2 separate regions of the Canis lupus genome follow, and region 1 is linked to region 2. The links are chromatin contacts, called in public Hi-C maps. All regions are on one chromosome and are shown on one strand. Each heading gives the region's core, a stretch centred on a gene start, on an enhancer-like site or on the middle of the called end of the contact. The rest is flanking DNA. Distances are from core to core; before and after follow the strand shown.

What was found. A called contact is a pair of places that touch in the nucleus more often than the background predicts.
Region 1: a Hi-C map of blood shows a contact between it and region 2, with 4 times the contacts expected there. The contact joins the promoter of PNPLA4 here to the promoter of PUDP in region 2. A contact is called at or near these places in 2 of 9 Hi-C or Micro-C datasets (amygdala and blood).

The regions. Positions count from the first base shown.
Region 1 is chrX:4,889,847-4,897,195 of UU_Cfam_GSD_1.0, reverse strand. It overlaps PNPLA4 (patatin-like phospholipase domain-containing protein 4), which reads left to right and starts at 5,291. Exons shown (of 7, transcript XM_038586779.1): 1 at 5,291-5,705; 2 at 6,811-6,995. The coding sequence starts at 5,681. LOC111094756 (a long non-coding RNA gene) reads right to left here and starts at 5,554. Exons shown (of 10, transcript XR_005386096.1): 1 at 5,012-5,554; 2 at 4,096-4,274; 3 at 3,342-3,486.
Region 2 is chrX:4,288,760-4,296,098 of UU_Cfam_GSD_1.0, reverse strand. PUDP (pseudouridine-5'-phosphatase) reads left to right here and starts at 3,794. Exons shown (of 4, transcript XM_038586764.1): 1 at 3,794-3,893. The coding sequence starts at 3,824.

The DNA.
Region 1 (7,349 bases), core at 4,042-6,541, 600 kb before region 2:
ACAACTAAAGATTCCCAACCCTTACAAACGTTTATGAGTCTTGAGCTATCTACTAGATGCTGGCAAAAAACACGAAGTACAAGACAGTGCCTGCTCCAAATGACCTCTGAGCACAGAGAGTGGAGGGCCCATATCTCAACCAAAATAAAACATCATAAATGCTTTGGCAATGCCTCATGCACCAACAAAGGGGAAGATATGGTGAATACTAACAGGAGGTGGCTGAACGTTACCCAAAAGGATATAATGAGACAGCAAAGCCTGATTTAGGCTTCGAAGAATAAAGTAGGGCTTAAAAGAAGAGAAAAATGTGCAAGGACATTCCAGCAAGAAAAAAGTGAATTAAAGGCAAGAAGTTTATCTTAAGATTCCCCCCCCCCCCCCCCCCCGAATGCCTAGCCCAGTCCCTTTCATATATGAGACACCAGAAAAAGTTTAAAGAGTAACCAAGGGCATAAAGAGAAAAATGATTAGATAAATGATTTCTCTGGAGTTAAGGCCTTGCCTTGGCCAATGACATAATGACCTTTTATAACACAGCTCCTAATAGGAATTATGTTCTTTTTACAATAACCTACTTTATGATATGGCTTCCAGGAAAAGTAATAATCAAAAAGAGTTACTGCTGTGACTGTTAAGTGGGGAGAGGGTGGCCTTAATTAATTGCTGGACTTGCTTTTTATTTTTCTTTCTCACATACGAACAAGTTCTCTAAATGGCATTAATAAACACATTTATGGGTCACATCGATCAAGGGTTTCTTCCATTTTTCAGTAAAATTATAAATATCTAAATATGAACACTAATTGCAAATTCTGATCAGAGAAAGAACTGAGGGAAGAAACAAGGTTCTGAAAGCTATGGTGGTCAAATAGCATGCAAGACTCAGCACAGAATGAGAGCTTATATTTTATTAATTCATTGTTGAAACAATGTAGGAAAGATGGGACTCTGCACAGGGAGTGTTTTGGGATGATGGGGACCTGGGCTGATAATCTCTGCATCTGTCTGGATGTGGGAAAACTGTTTTAATTCTAAATATTCGTGTGTGTGTGTGTGTATATATATATATATGTATATATGTTTTTTCCTTTCATCGCTGTTGTGAGTTATACAAGACAATGCGTATGCAGGACTGGAAGGTCAAGGAAGGACAATAATTGAAGAAACTAGTAATAAGTAGATCGCAGTAAATAAGAGTAGATGCTTAGGAAAGGAAGTCATTTTGCAAAAACAAAACAGACTGAAATCTTTATTTTGTCTCCTTGAAATGAGGTGATTAGATAATTGGATGTTTTAGCAATTAGGGTGTTTCCCTTGGTAACAGCAACAGTAATGTTTAAATACAGTACTCCACATTAAAAGAGAATATTTTGATAAACTTCATGAAGCTGAAGGCACCAAAGCTGACATTGTTTATCATTCAACAATTTCATTTTTTGACGTTATTTCCCTAAAAACCTCTTCCACGCTAAGAAAATCATTTGAAGGACAGCAAGAAAGGTGGTTTCCATCCACCTGTACAAACTGTGGACCATGAATGTGGTCAGATAAAGGGTACAGCTCTTCTGCAGTATAATATCCAAGGCAGACAACACATTTTCTTCTTTAGCGCTTTTTTTAAATATTTAGGACTCTGTAATGCATTTGGTACTCCAACTCCACTACCTGCGTATCAAAGACCTAAACTTCTCTTCTATAAAATATATGAAGTATGCAAATTTTAAAAGATCTTCTGCTCTTACACTTATGTAGACTACGAACCACAGGCACTGTAATTAATTCCTATACAACAGTAGAAACACTCTAGCATTTCTATTGCTCAACGCAAATGTATAGTACATTGGGAATGTCTTAAATTAGAATGAAGCTTTAAAAAATAAATAAAAAGAAACTTCTAAATAAATGCTAAATTTTTAAAATGTCTCTTTCACATGAATAACTTGATATTTAATTTCTATGCCATGTAAAGAAGACTTATAGATTACATATTCCTAGATGCATCTAACCATAAATTACACTTCAGAACGTCTACTTTGAAAATGTTTACAGTTTCCACATTATCAAAGTCCTTTGTTACGTATGCATATATACATGTATAACAGAAAAATATATATTACATGTAAAACTCATGCATATTTTGAAAAAAAAATTTTGCCATTTAGAAAAGATTTAGTGTTCCTGTAAGTAATTGGTTCCTCTAGCAAATTTCTAGAGAGAGAAAATGGCAGATGCAGAAGTATCATCTTGATTGGAAGATTGAGTAACTCGATTCCAAGCAGGTTAAGAAAGCGAACAGTAGGGCGCCTGGGTGGCTTAGTCAGTGAAGCGTCTGCCTTCGGCTCAGGTCATGATCTCAGGGTCCTGGGATCTAGTCCCACAACTAGCTCCCTACTCACTGGGCAGCCTGCTTCTCCCTCTCCCTCTGCCTCTCCCCCTGCTCATGCCCTCTCTCTCTGCCCCTCCCCCTGCTCATGCCCTCTCTCATGCACACTCTTTTACTCTCAAATAAATAAAATATTAAGGAAAAAAAAAAAAGCCAACTGTAAAGGGTGAGTGCAGTGGGGCAGTGAGTCGGGGAGCACTATAGCTTTGACCACAGGCTCTAGAAATGCCATCATAGCTTAATCCTGCTTCTCTCTCAGCCCCGATTGCCCCTTTATTTGGGGACCGGCTCCCTCTGGGTGGAGGCGTTCATTGCTTGTCCTTCTTTCGAGAGCGATCCATGGGAAGGGATGCGGCCTCCCCGGGTTCAGATGGGAAGTTCTACTCCATGACTGCAAATGTGCCTTTCTCTGACATTGGTGGTGTTCTCAAAACAAGAGAATGCTTCAAGTAGGCATGAAAGGCATGCCAACAGGGCGGTTATTAGCTGATACCTCCGTTAAAGGGGCACTGTTCTGTGTTTGTAACACCGTGGCCACTTTCCCCTGAAATCAGGACCAGTACCCGAGATTCCAGGAGGAGGTGACAGGGGTGAGGAGTCATGAGAAAGGAAAGAGGACAAGTGTGTTGCAGGGGCAATGTTAGCATGCCCCGCAGAGGTGTTCACGTGCATAAAGGAAGCCAAAATTGGGAAATAACATTAAAGTACATGCGCAGCGAACTGGAAGAGATCAGACTCAGACTCAGAAATACTGAGAGAAGGTCCTATTCTTGGGGTCAGGATGTGGCAAGTAGCCCCATATTCTGTACCTGTCTCCCTCTTTATGGAATACACGGTAAAACGTCGTGGGAGGAAGCTTGGCACAAGGAGAGGAGAGTCAGGTTTAAACAGTGTGTTTTCGTGCCAGGTGCGACTGTAGGCGTCTCTGTGAGCTACTCCCCAGCTCAGTGCTCACCTCCAGAGCATCTGTGCGGCTCAGGAACAGCACATGATCAGGTCTCGGTAATGATGCATCTTCAGTCTCCTTGCCCACTCCAGTCTGCATCCCTCATGAGGAAGAACTGAATTCTTTTCAACTTTGTAAGCCCTGTACCAGGAGACTGTTATACAATGAATGCTTCATGAATGTTGGATAAATGGCTAAATAAAGCAGTTCAAGACTAAATTACTAAGGAAGACAGAGAAGCAAACACAAGCAAATGAATTATTATTAAAAAAAAGTTCTTCAAGGTCAATTAAATTACTGTATATTCACAAGAGTAATTTACTGAAATCCAACAGCCAAAACATATTTATTGATGATGTTACCGCTGGCCCCTAAATTACAAAAACAAATACGAATGAATCTCATATATATATGTTTATATTTTATTTATTTATTCACAAGAGACACACAGAGAGAGGCAGAGACCGGAGCAGGAGGAGAAGCAGGCTCCCTGCGGGGAGCCCAATGCACAGGTGGATCCCAGGATCACGACCCAAGCCGAAGGCAGATGCTCAACCCCTGAGCCGTGCAGGCAGGCGCCCCTGACTCTGATATTCTTTGTTACTTTAGGGAGGTGAACGTTTCCGTTAGCAGCATGTGAGCATGATAAGGGCGAAACGGAGAGACCACGTTTTAAAAGAGCGTTTAAAACGGTAAGAACGGAGTTTCGGAGTTTTCTGAAGTCACGTGGCACGACACTTTAAGGCAGTAGCAGCTCACTCACCCGCAGTTGTGCCCACGGTGGGTGCCGTCGTCTTCCCTTCAAGCGGGGGCTCCCGCAGTCCTGGTGCGCATGCACGCTGCGCAGGGGGCAATGTTCCCATCTGCTGGATCCACCCGCCGGCAGGGCCCGAAGGCAGGACACGGCCGCCCCCGCTCCTGGCCGCGTGGACTCGGCCTGTCCTTGAAGTTTGAAGGTCAGCAGATCGCTTTACGCCAGCAGCGGCAGGAGCGGCAGCTCGAGCAGGGCCTCCCAAACCCTAGTGCGCATGTCAGCACCGCGCACCGCGCACCAGGGGCTCTGCGGCGCGGCCTCGGCCTCCTGCTTCCCAGCAGGCTTCCGCGGAGGGCGCTGCCCTCTCGCCCTCCCGCCCTCCCGCAGCTGCACCACGTGCACTGCAGCCCCCCGTCACGCCAGTCCTATCGGCAGCAAGACGCCACCTTGCTTAGGCCCCGGCGGGTCCTGAGGCGCAAGGGTGTCAGGAGGCTGTTTGCGACCGTGAGGCGCCATGTGGTCCCCAGTCACCACATCCGGGGCCCTCGCTCAGGCCCTCAGGCGGGGTCGCGCTGCAGAGCCCAGGCCACGGCCTCGCGATCAGGGACGCACAGGCCATGAGGCGACCCCGCCCCGCGCCCCAGGGCAGGACGCGCACACTGCTCAGAGCGTCCTCACGCAGGGGGACCTGGGGGACCTTCCCCGGGGGCTCTGCGACTGCTGCAGGCTGGCTTACGGGGCCTACACAGGGAAGGAGGCCCCACAGGGGACGTCGGCCGCACGGCCACCACCCAAAGCCACCACCATCTCTCACTGACTCTACACGCCCACGGCCGCCACCAAAGGAAGCCACAGGCCGAGTGCTGCAGGCCCGCCGTGTGGCACGGGCGTCTTTACCACCATCCCGTTTCACACAGAAAATCACCTGAGAAGCTCAGACAGGTAAGGCAAGCCGCGCTGGGTCAGCAGCCCGAGGCGCCTGACGATGTGGCCGCTGCCCACAGCCGCGGCCCGGCCTCTCCGATTACGCTTCCGTTAAAAAGGCTACTCAGGAACGGGGAAGGCACCGCCAGACGCGGAAAGCGCTAGGAAGTCCGCTCTCCACAAGCCGGCACGTGGACCCCGCCTTCCCCGCCAGCGGCACCGCCCCGACGGTGGGGAGAGGAAGAAAAACCACTTCCGGGAGACACGCCAGCGCTTCCGGGGCGCGCGCGGCGCAGGAGGGTCGTTCAGGGTCACCGACCTCGCCGGGGAGGGGCCAGCCCCCAGGTGGCGCTACGACGCGCACGCAGGCGGACGGACACGCATCGCTGCGTATGGAGGACAGCAGCCCTGGACACGAAAGGGTTGCCCCTTACCCGCGCCCGGGGACGCCGGGGTCAGGCGTCCGAGGGTGCGCCGCCGCCATGTTGAGTCCAGGGGGTTTAAATGCGGTGGGCGGGGCCCAGGGATGCCTGCGTCGCATGGTGACGTCGCAGCCTGCGCGGGTAGGCCCGCCCGGACCCCTCCCGCGAGACCTTCCAGTCGACCAGCGCGGGCCGGCCCTGGGGGGCGGGGCCTTGTTGAGTGACGGCTCCGCTGAAGGGGGTTCAGCATGGAAGTGCCTGGAGCCTGCCTTGGTAGGCGGGGCGCGGGGCGGGCGCGGGGCGGGCTCTGGTGGCTCCCCCCGAGTGGGCGGGTCGGAGCAAGCCCCCAGCGCCGGGGGCTGGGGCTGCTTCCTGCACCGAGCTCCGCCGCACCACCCCACCCCCACCCCCACCCCCACCCCCACCCCCACCCCCACCCCGGCTGCAGAAAGGAGGCGTGCCGCGGCCGGGGCTCCTCCCTGCACACAGCGGAGGCCTTCGGCCCCTAAACTCGAGGCCCGGGCCGGGCCGTGTGCCTCCCCTGGAGGCTCCGGAGGAGGCAGGGAGGAGACCCGAGGATCTCCAGGTGTGCAGCTTTGTGGCCTCACGGTACCCACCACCTGGTGACATGCAGCCCACTGAGGCTTCGGAAACGCGCTTCTGTCCTGAAATCGCTCACAAGTCATCCGGGACTGTGCCTGACGGCCCTTGCGGCCTTCAATTGCCCTTGCCACTCACGGCCTTAATGTATCTTGAGAAACTAGGCAATGAAATCTATATTTCACTGTTGAATGATGGCTCGTTGCATTATGCAAGAATCGTGGGCATCCTTGTTTTTGTTTTTTGGAATTAAATATGTATATATTATATCCATATATGTGGATGCTTGCAGTGCAAGTGTGGGGCAAGCGAGCAGGGACTGCTCTTGAAATGCGGTGATGCACTTGCAAAGGAGACCACGTGTGTCCTTTCTGTGCAATGTGCTAGTGCCTAGCCATTTCACCTTCCACAATAGTACCCCCCCCCCAAAAAAAAAGGTTAAAAAGGTCAGGAAAAAAGGCAATTGTAATTTACTGATCTGCTTCTACCCGGGGCACATCAGATTGTAGATAGCATAATCTATGAGATAAATACATATGAAATGTTGGGACTTTTCACAAGTAATAAAACTATATGGGGCCAAGGGGAGAGGGGAGAAAAGTTTTCGTGAAAAATTTGGGTACTTAATGAGACTTTTATTGACAATATTGTGTTCAGCACAGAGAATTATACGTTAAAACCGTGTTGGAACGATGAGACATGGGACAACACACCAGTGTGTAAAGAACTATACCAACTTACAGGATTTTTGTTTTTTTGTGTGTCCTCAATTTCGCAGCTAGAATGAAGCACATCAACTTGTCGTTTGCGGCCTGCGGGTTTCTGGGCATTTACCACTTGGGGGCAGCATCCGCACTTTGTAGACATGGAAAAAAGCTCCTGAAGGATGTCAAGGCCTTTGCAGGGGCTTCTGCGGGATCCTTGGTGGCTTCTGTCCTGCTAACGGCACCAGAAAAACTAGAGGTAATGAAGTAGTAACTAGGCTGCGTTCCTTGTTAAGAAATCAACACTGAGCAGCAGGCATGAACGTTGGCTCTACTAAGTTAACTGCAGACAAATAATCCTTTTCCTGGGTAACAGGAAAGGTCAAGACTTTTTTTTTTTTTTAATTTAATTATTACGGATTTCTGCTCTGGATTTGGGGAAGATTATGTTGGATGACAGTGAGGCAAGGAAATCAAATGCCTCTTTTTACTCTTGAGTGTCTATTTAGTCATAAAATTCCGGCTCTGTTTCTTTCTACCAAAGGCTATTTCTTCTTTATCTGATCATGAGAACACAGGGTCTGTTTGCAAGGCCTGGAAAATGGGGCCGATA
Region 2 (7,339 bases), core at 2,545-5,044:
TATGCAAAAGTATGCATACTTTGATGCATGCCCTCCACCCCTGCACCATTAAGCCTGAAGCCACTCCCCTGCAAGTGCTCCAGCTAAAGAAAGGTTGAGCAATGCAAGGAACCCTTGCCGTCAGAGAGAGCACCATGGGCTCTCCGAACTCTCCACAAAGCCTGACTGGTCCTGCCAGCGGCGTCCTCGAGGGTCCCTCAGGGCTGGCCCGCACACATCCCTCTGAGACCCAGCCCTGGCAAGCAGCTGGTGCAGGGCTCCACACGGGCCCCCTGCGGGAAGGGCGCCTTCCATCAGCCTCAAGCCCTCTGGGCCCGGGGTTGCAGCTAGGGCTGCTCAGGGGGACCGCAGAGCTGAGTCTGCTCCCCAACCTACAGCTCATAGCTGGGGCTACAAGCAGCTTTCCAAATACAACCCAGAAAGCAAACACATGGGCACAAAAACCAACAGAACAAGATAAAGAAGCTGAAGGAAGCTAAGGCATCTATTTTTATTTTACAATGAATGGCACGTTTGAGTTTATTCATTGAGTGGGAAAGGATCCTGTTTTTAAATCTGTACAATCGGTTGTGAGCGTGTTTTTGATACCACTGTATCAGAGTTTCCTGGATCGTCTGCTGCGTTTTTAAGTTGTCAGGAAAAGTAAGCCATCATCCCACGGGGAAAACACAATCGCGCAAAAATAAATTGTACTTCGTGTAAGGAAATCCATCCTCCCTCTCCACAGAAGCTTTGACTGTTTCTTTCACTGTTAGGAGAATTAACAAAAGTTAAAGCGCATCTCGTTACTTGCATGGAAACCACTTCAACTGTGAATACATTTCCAGTATTTTCCCAATCTAGTTTATTGCAAAAAAAAAAAAAAAAAAAAGGCATGACGGTTCCTACCATTTATTTGGATTTTGCTTTTTTTTTTTTTTTTATTTACAATAGTCACAGAGAGAGAGAGAGAGAGAGAGAGAGAGAGGGCAGAGACGTAGGCAGAGGGAGAAGCAGGCTCCATGCACCGGGAGCCTGACGTGGGATTCGATCCCGGGTCTCCAGGATCGCGCCCTGGGCCAAAGGCAGGCGTTAAACCACTGTGCCACCCAGGGATCCCTGGATTTTGCTTTTTTAACACAAAGCAGTGTCTCCCATCATTGGCAAGAGCTGTTTCTGAAGAGTGTGAAAAACAAGACTTAAAAAATGATGGGACGCCTGGGTGGCTCACTGGTCGAGCATCTGCCTTCGCCTCGGGGCGTGACCCTGGGGTCCGGGATCGAGTCCCGCATCGGGCTCCCCGCAGGAGGCCTGCTTCTCCCTCTGCCTGTGTCTCTGCCCCTCTCTCTCTGTCTCTCATGAGTAAATAAATAAAACTTAAAAAAAAATTACTGAGACCATGTTTTCAGGTCTGTAGAGAGAAGTGCACAAGAGTCCCCAATGAATCTGTTTTGCAATCGCACTGTCAGGTCAGAGGAGGTGAAGGGGAAACTCCCAGCTGGCACCTCGCTCCCTATAGGTGAACAAACTGGACTGTCTGCCAAGAGCCATGCCCAGAGCCACAGGGGCTGGAACAGGGCAAGGGACACACTCCACAAGTCTCCGTCCTAGGTCCTCACCTGCGTTTATGTGTTGGCTTATTTTTCCACCCAATCTGCAGAAATCCAGACAACTCCTGAAACTCCTTCTAAGGAGCCAACAACCCGGGACAAGGAGATCAACCATAACATCTAGGTTATCCCCCGCAGTTCTGAATGCTTACTCCTGGCCCTGGGGGCTTTCTGCCCTTTTATCTAAGGAATCAAGACAAGTGCAGTGTTGTTACAATGGAAGGGGAAAAACATCCCCATCTGTTTCCAGACACTGTAGAGAAACCGAGGAGGAGAATTCTATAGGCTGCAGCAGGTGTGCACTGGCAGCTATAGGGACCCCACCAATCATCTTAGAACAAATCTGCTATGCGCCCAATTGTGTCCCTCTCCCAATATATAGTGCTCTCTGCTAACTCCTAGGTAGCTCAGGTGACTTGATTTAAAGATTGAGTCTTCACACAGGGAATCAGATTAAAACGTGGTCATTACAGTCGGTGATTTACTGGAGTCCTACAAAGAGAAGAAACTTGGATGCAGAAATAGACCCACAGAGGGGCGCCGGGGGGGCTCAGCGGTTGAGCATCTGCCTTCAGCTCAGGGCGTGACCCCGGGGTTCCCGGATCGAGTCCTGCATTGTGCTCCCTGCATGGAGCCTGCTTGTCCTCTGCCTCTGTTTGTGTGTCTCTCATGAATAAATAAAATCTTAAAAGAAATAGACTCGTAGAGAGAAGGTAATATAAAGAGCTAAGGTAAGAAGGCCACGTACAAGCAAGGAGACAGGCCTGGAAGGATCGCGTCGTCCCAGCCCTCGGGAAGCATTAACCCTGACAGCTTGTTGTTCTCCAACTTCTGGCTTCCAGAACTGTAAACCCAGCATATCTGTGATGCAAGCCACGGAGTCTGTGCAACTGTGTCACAGCAGCCGAGCACCCTGGCGTCACAGTCCCCTCACTAATCGGCTGATACACTGCCTTCCCTGAGGTCCTCAAACAGAAATCATCATTGCATTTTGTCACAGCCAGAGCTCCAAAGACATCAGTTACCTGAAGCCGTACTATGTGCCAGGACTAAGAGCTTGACCTGCGCTGTCTCCTTTACATTTGACACAAAAGGAAACCGAGGCACAGGGGTTCGTCGCCTATTATTTTGCTGCCCTTGCAGCATCCAAGCTGCGTCTACTGTGGTTTTTGCATTTTGCCAGAAATACAGCCCCACGGCGTGAAATAAGCTTCTGGAGTTTTCTCACATCACCTTCTTTAAAGTCGCTGTATCCTTATGCTTAAACATGCATATGCAACATCGACGCACACTACACAGAAACGGAGACCAAAAAAAGGTGTTTCTGGGCACACCCGGGTGCCTCAGTGGGTGAAGCATCTGCCTTCTGCTGAGCTCAGGATGTCAGGGTGCTGGGATGCAGCCCTGCAGGAGGCTCCCTGCTCTGGGACAAGTTTGTTGTCCCTCTGTTCCTCGCCTGCATTCATGCTCTGTCTCAAATACGTAAAATCTAAAAAAAAAGTTTTTGAGAGCAGCCAAGAACAACAAAATTCAGAGTGCATGCAGAAGAGAGCTGAATAAGAAAGGAAGCTGGGCGGCAGGGACGCAGATGAGGCGGCCAGGCGCGTGGAGCCTCTGCAGCCCGGGATGCTCGCGGGGACCCGGGAGCCCGGGTCGCCGACCCTCCGAGCGGCCCCCTGCGCATGCGCGCTGCCAGCTCCGCGGGGGCGGCGGGCCCGCGAAACCGAAAGGGAAAGCAGCGAGGGTCCCGGGACGGCAGCCCCGGCCCGGCGCATGCCCCGGCCCCTGGGCTCCCGACCTGAGCACCTTGGCCCGTCGGTGGGAAGCAGCCGGTGCACCGGGCCGGCCGAGGAGAAAGGCTCGGCCTCCTCCGTGCGTCCCGCCCCAGGGTCAAGTTGTGCATGTGCCGCCGCCGGGACCGGGACGTCCGCTGTGCGTGGGGAGCGCGGTGCATGCGGGCAGACGGGAGCCCGCGCGGGGCCGCATCCGCACTCGGCGGCGGCGGCGGCACCGGAGACCGCGCGAGACAAGCCCGCCCGCAGAGCGGAGCGCGCGGCTCTCGAGAGACGCTCCCGCGGCGCGCGTGCGCAAGGCGGCTCGGGCCCCGCGGGTCGGCGCGGGGCGCGCGTGCACGGCGGGCGGCGCGCGTGCGCAGAGGCGGCGCGGGCGGCGCGCGCAGCCCCCGAGCGCGCGGCCGTGTCCCCGGCGTGCGCGCGCCCGCGTCCGCCGGCGCCATGGCGGCCTCCGGGGCCCCGCCGCGGCCCGCCACCCACCTGCTGTTCGACATGGACGGCCTCCTCCTCGGTGCGTAGCCTGCGGCCGCCGCGCGCCACGCGGCCCGGGGACGGCGCGCTGCTCGGCTCGGCGCGGCGCGGCGCGGCGGGGCGGCGTCCGGGACCCCCGCGGGCGGCGGCGAGTGGCGGGGGCGCGCGGGGCGCTGGCGTCGGCGCCGCCCGGGGCAGCACTTCCGGCGGCCGCGCCGCGCGTGGGGACGGGCTGCGGGGGGGGCGGGGGCGGCGCTCGGGGGCCGCGGCGGACTCAGTTTCCCGCACCTGGCCGCGCCGCGCACGCAGCCTGCTCGCGGCCTCCTACGCGGCGGGGGCCGGGGTCGTGACCTCGCCGGCGGGGGCGCTGCTGCGGGCGGGGGTGGGGGGGGCTGCGGCTGGACGGGCCTTGACCCCGGGGCCGGAGGCTTGGGATCCGAGGCTCCGGCGGCCCTGCACAGGAAGGGGCTTGGACGGAGGGGCTCGCGGAAGCACCCTGCAGGGCCGCACCCCTCCCCGCCCCTCCAGCGCCCCGGCTCAGGCCGCACTCTTGACCCAACTGCAGGACAGTGGGGACCTGAGGCTGGGGCTGCCCCTGCACAGGGAGGGGCTGGGCGGATGCACACTGCGGGGGGCGGGGGGTGCGCACCCCTCCCCGGCCCCCCAGCGCCCCGGCTCGGGCCGCACGCTTGACCCAGGTGCAGGACGGTTGGGACCTGAGGCTGGGGCTACCCCTGCGCCTGCACGGGAAGGGGCTGGGCGGATGCACATTGCCAGGCCGCACCCTTCCCCACCCCGGCTCAGGCCGCACTCTTGACCCAGGTGCAGGACGGTTGGGACCTGAGGTTGGGGCTGCCCCTGCACGGGAAGGGGCTGGGCGGATGCACATTGCGGGGCCGCACCCCTCCCCGCCCCCCCAGCGCCCCAGCTCCGGCCGCACGCTTGACCCAGGTGCAGGACGGTTGGGACCTGAGGCTGGGCGGATGCACATTGCGGGGCCGCACCCCTCCCCGCTCCCCCAGCGCCCCGGCTCAGGGCGCACTCTTGACCCAAGTGCAGGACGGTTGGGACCTGAGGTTGGGGCTGCCCCTGCACAGGAAGGGGCTGGGCCGATGCACATTGTGGGGCCGCACCCCTCCCCGCCCCTCCAGCGCCCCGGCTCAGGCCGCACTCTTGACCCAACTGCAGGACAGTGGGGACCTGAGGCTGGGGCTGCCCCTGCACAGGAAGGGGCTGAGCGGATGCACATTGCGGGGCCGCACCCCTCCCCGCTCCCCCAGCGCCCCGGCTCAGGGCGCACTCTTGACCCAAGTGCAGGACGGTTGGGACCTGAGGCTGCGGCTGCCCCTGCACAGGAAGGGGCTGGGTGGATGCAGATTGCGGGGCCTCACCCCTCCCCGCCCCCTCCAGCGCCCTGGCTCAGGCTGCGCTCGTGACCCAAGTGCAGTAAGGTTGGGACCTGAGGCTGGGGCTGCCCCTGCGGAGAGAGGGGCTTGCGGATGCACATTGCGGAGGCCGCACCCCTCCACACCCCCGCTCAGGCTCAGGCTGCACTCTTCACCCAAGTGCAGGAGGGTTGGGGACCTGAGGCTCCAGCTGCTCCTGCAGAGGGACGGGCTGGGCGGATGCACACTGCGGGGGGCGGGGGTGGGGGGCGCACCCCTTCCCGCCCCTCCAGCGCCCCGGCTCAGGCCGCACGCTTGACCCAAGTGCACGGAGAGTTGGGACCTGAGGCTCAGGCTGCCCCTGCACAGGGAGGGACACGGCGGATGCACATTGCGGGGCCGCACCCGTCCCCGCCCAGGCTCAGGCCGCGGTCTTGACCCAGGTGCTGGAGACTTGGGACCTGAAACTTGGGACTTTGAGGCTAGGGCTGCCCCTGCACAGGAAGGGACTTGCCGGATACACATTGCGGGGCCGGATACACATTGCGGGGCCGCACCCGTCCCCGCCCCGGCTCAGGCCGCACTCTTGACCCAAGTGCAGGAGAGTGGGGACCTGAGGCTGGGGCTGCTTCTGCACAGGAAGGGGCTGAGTGGATGCAGACTGCAGGGCTGCACCCCTGCCGGCCCCGCCTTAGGCCACACAGTTGACCCAAGTGCAGGAGAGTTGGGGAAGCAGGTTGCGCCTGCCACGGACCCGAGGGACTCTGGGTCCTCGCACTGCTGCTCCCTGCACCGCCCCTGTGCAGGGTCACAGCCAAGAATTGTTGAAGAAGCAGAATGACACTCAGTGCACGAATCAACACGGAACGGACCGGAGCGCTGCCCAGACCCTGCGCACCGAGCTTCATGGCTTCATCCTCTTACAGGGTTCCGACCCTCAGAGCCTCCGGAAGGCCTTGTAGAACTCTGAAAACGCCTGTGTTTTTTGCAGACGCTCCTGACCCGCTGGAGACTTTTATGCCTCTACTGCCTTAAAACCCTGCAGAGGATGAGGAAGTATTTGCATTCCAATGAGAACACACAGTGCTGCAGCTCAGAGATGTTAAGTCACCTGCCCAAGGTCGCACAGCTCAGGAACAGAGCTGAAGAGTGACTGCACATCGATTGGATCCTAAATATAGATGACCTGTTCATCTTTCCAGGGTGACCTTGCCCCCTGCTAGGTGGTTTGCTAGTAATAACACTTTTTTTTTAAGATTTTATTTATATGTTCATGACAGACCAAGAGAGACAGACACAGGCAAACGGAGAAGCAGGTTCCCTGCGGGGAGCTGCATGCAGTGACTCGCACCCACGGAGCCACCTGGGCGTCCCAGTCACTTTATAAACCCAGAGATAGAAACAGGTGAATCCCTAAGGAAGAGAAAAACAAAATTAAATCTCTGTAGAGGTCACTAATTGCAAGAAACAGTGTATGCAGGTACTAAATCTGAATGGACTCAATTTCAGAAACCTCTTGGGATGGATAAGGCTGGTTTGTAGACATGAATGTTCCTGCTCAGGTGGTCAGGAAGTTAATTGTCAAAGAAACTCCTTCCCCTCTCGGGAAGGGTCCAAAGAACTTGTAGTGGGTGTCTCATGAATATGGATGCAAACTCCGAAGTCTCATTAAAATTAAATGTATTAAACTTCCAAATGAGCTGGACTCTTAGTTCTGAGACCCAGATTCAGACACAGCTGTTCCCTGAAGCCTGAATGTGGCGTACGTGACCTGGTTCCAGCAGGGGCAGTTACTCGCTGGGGGCTCTACTCACTAGCTAAGGCCAGATTAATAGTTTAGCCCCTGGCGCTGTTACCCAATCCTGTGAAATGGTCAGAGAACCAAGAGTTCGTGCCATTTGGGAAGATATCCTCCTTATTTTCTGCCCTCTTTTCTCCTTTCTGCTTTAACGCTTCTCCGAGGTAGTAAGGCTTTGCAGAACTTTCTCGGAAGTGCACTTATCCCATTCTTTCACAGGATGTCTTGTAGAAAACACCGTTTTCTTTCCAAAACATGCTGCTTTATCTCAGTCGGTCTCTCCTGCTGCTACCCTCCTGTAGC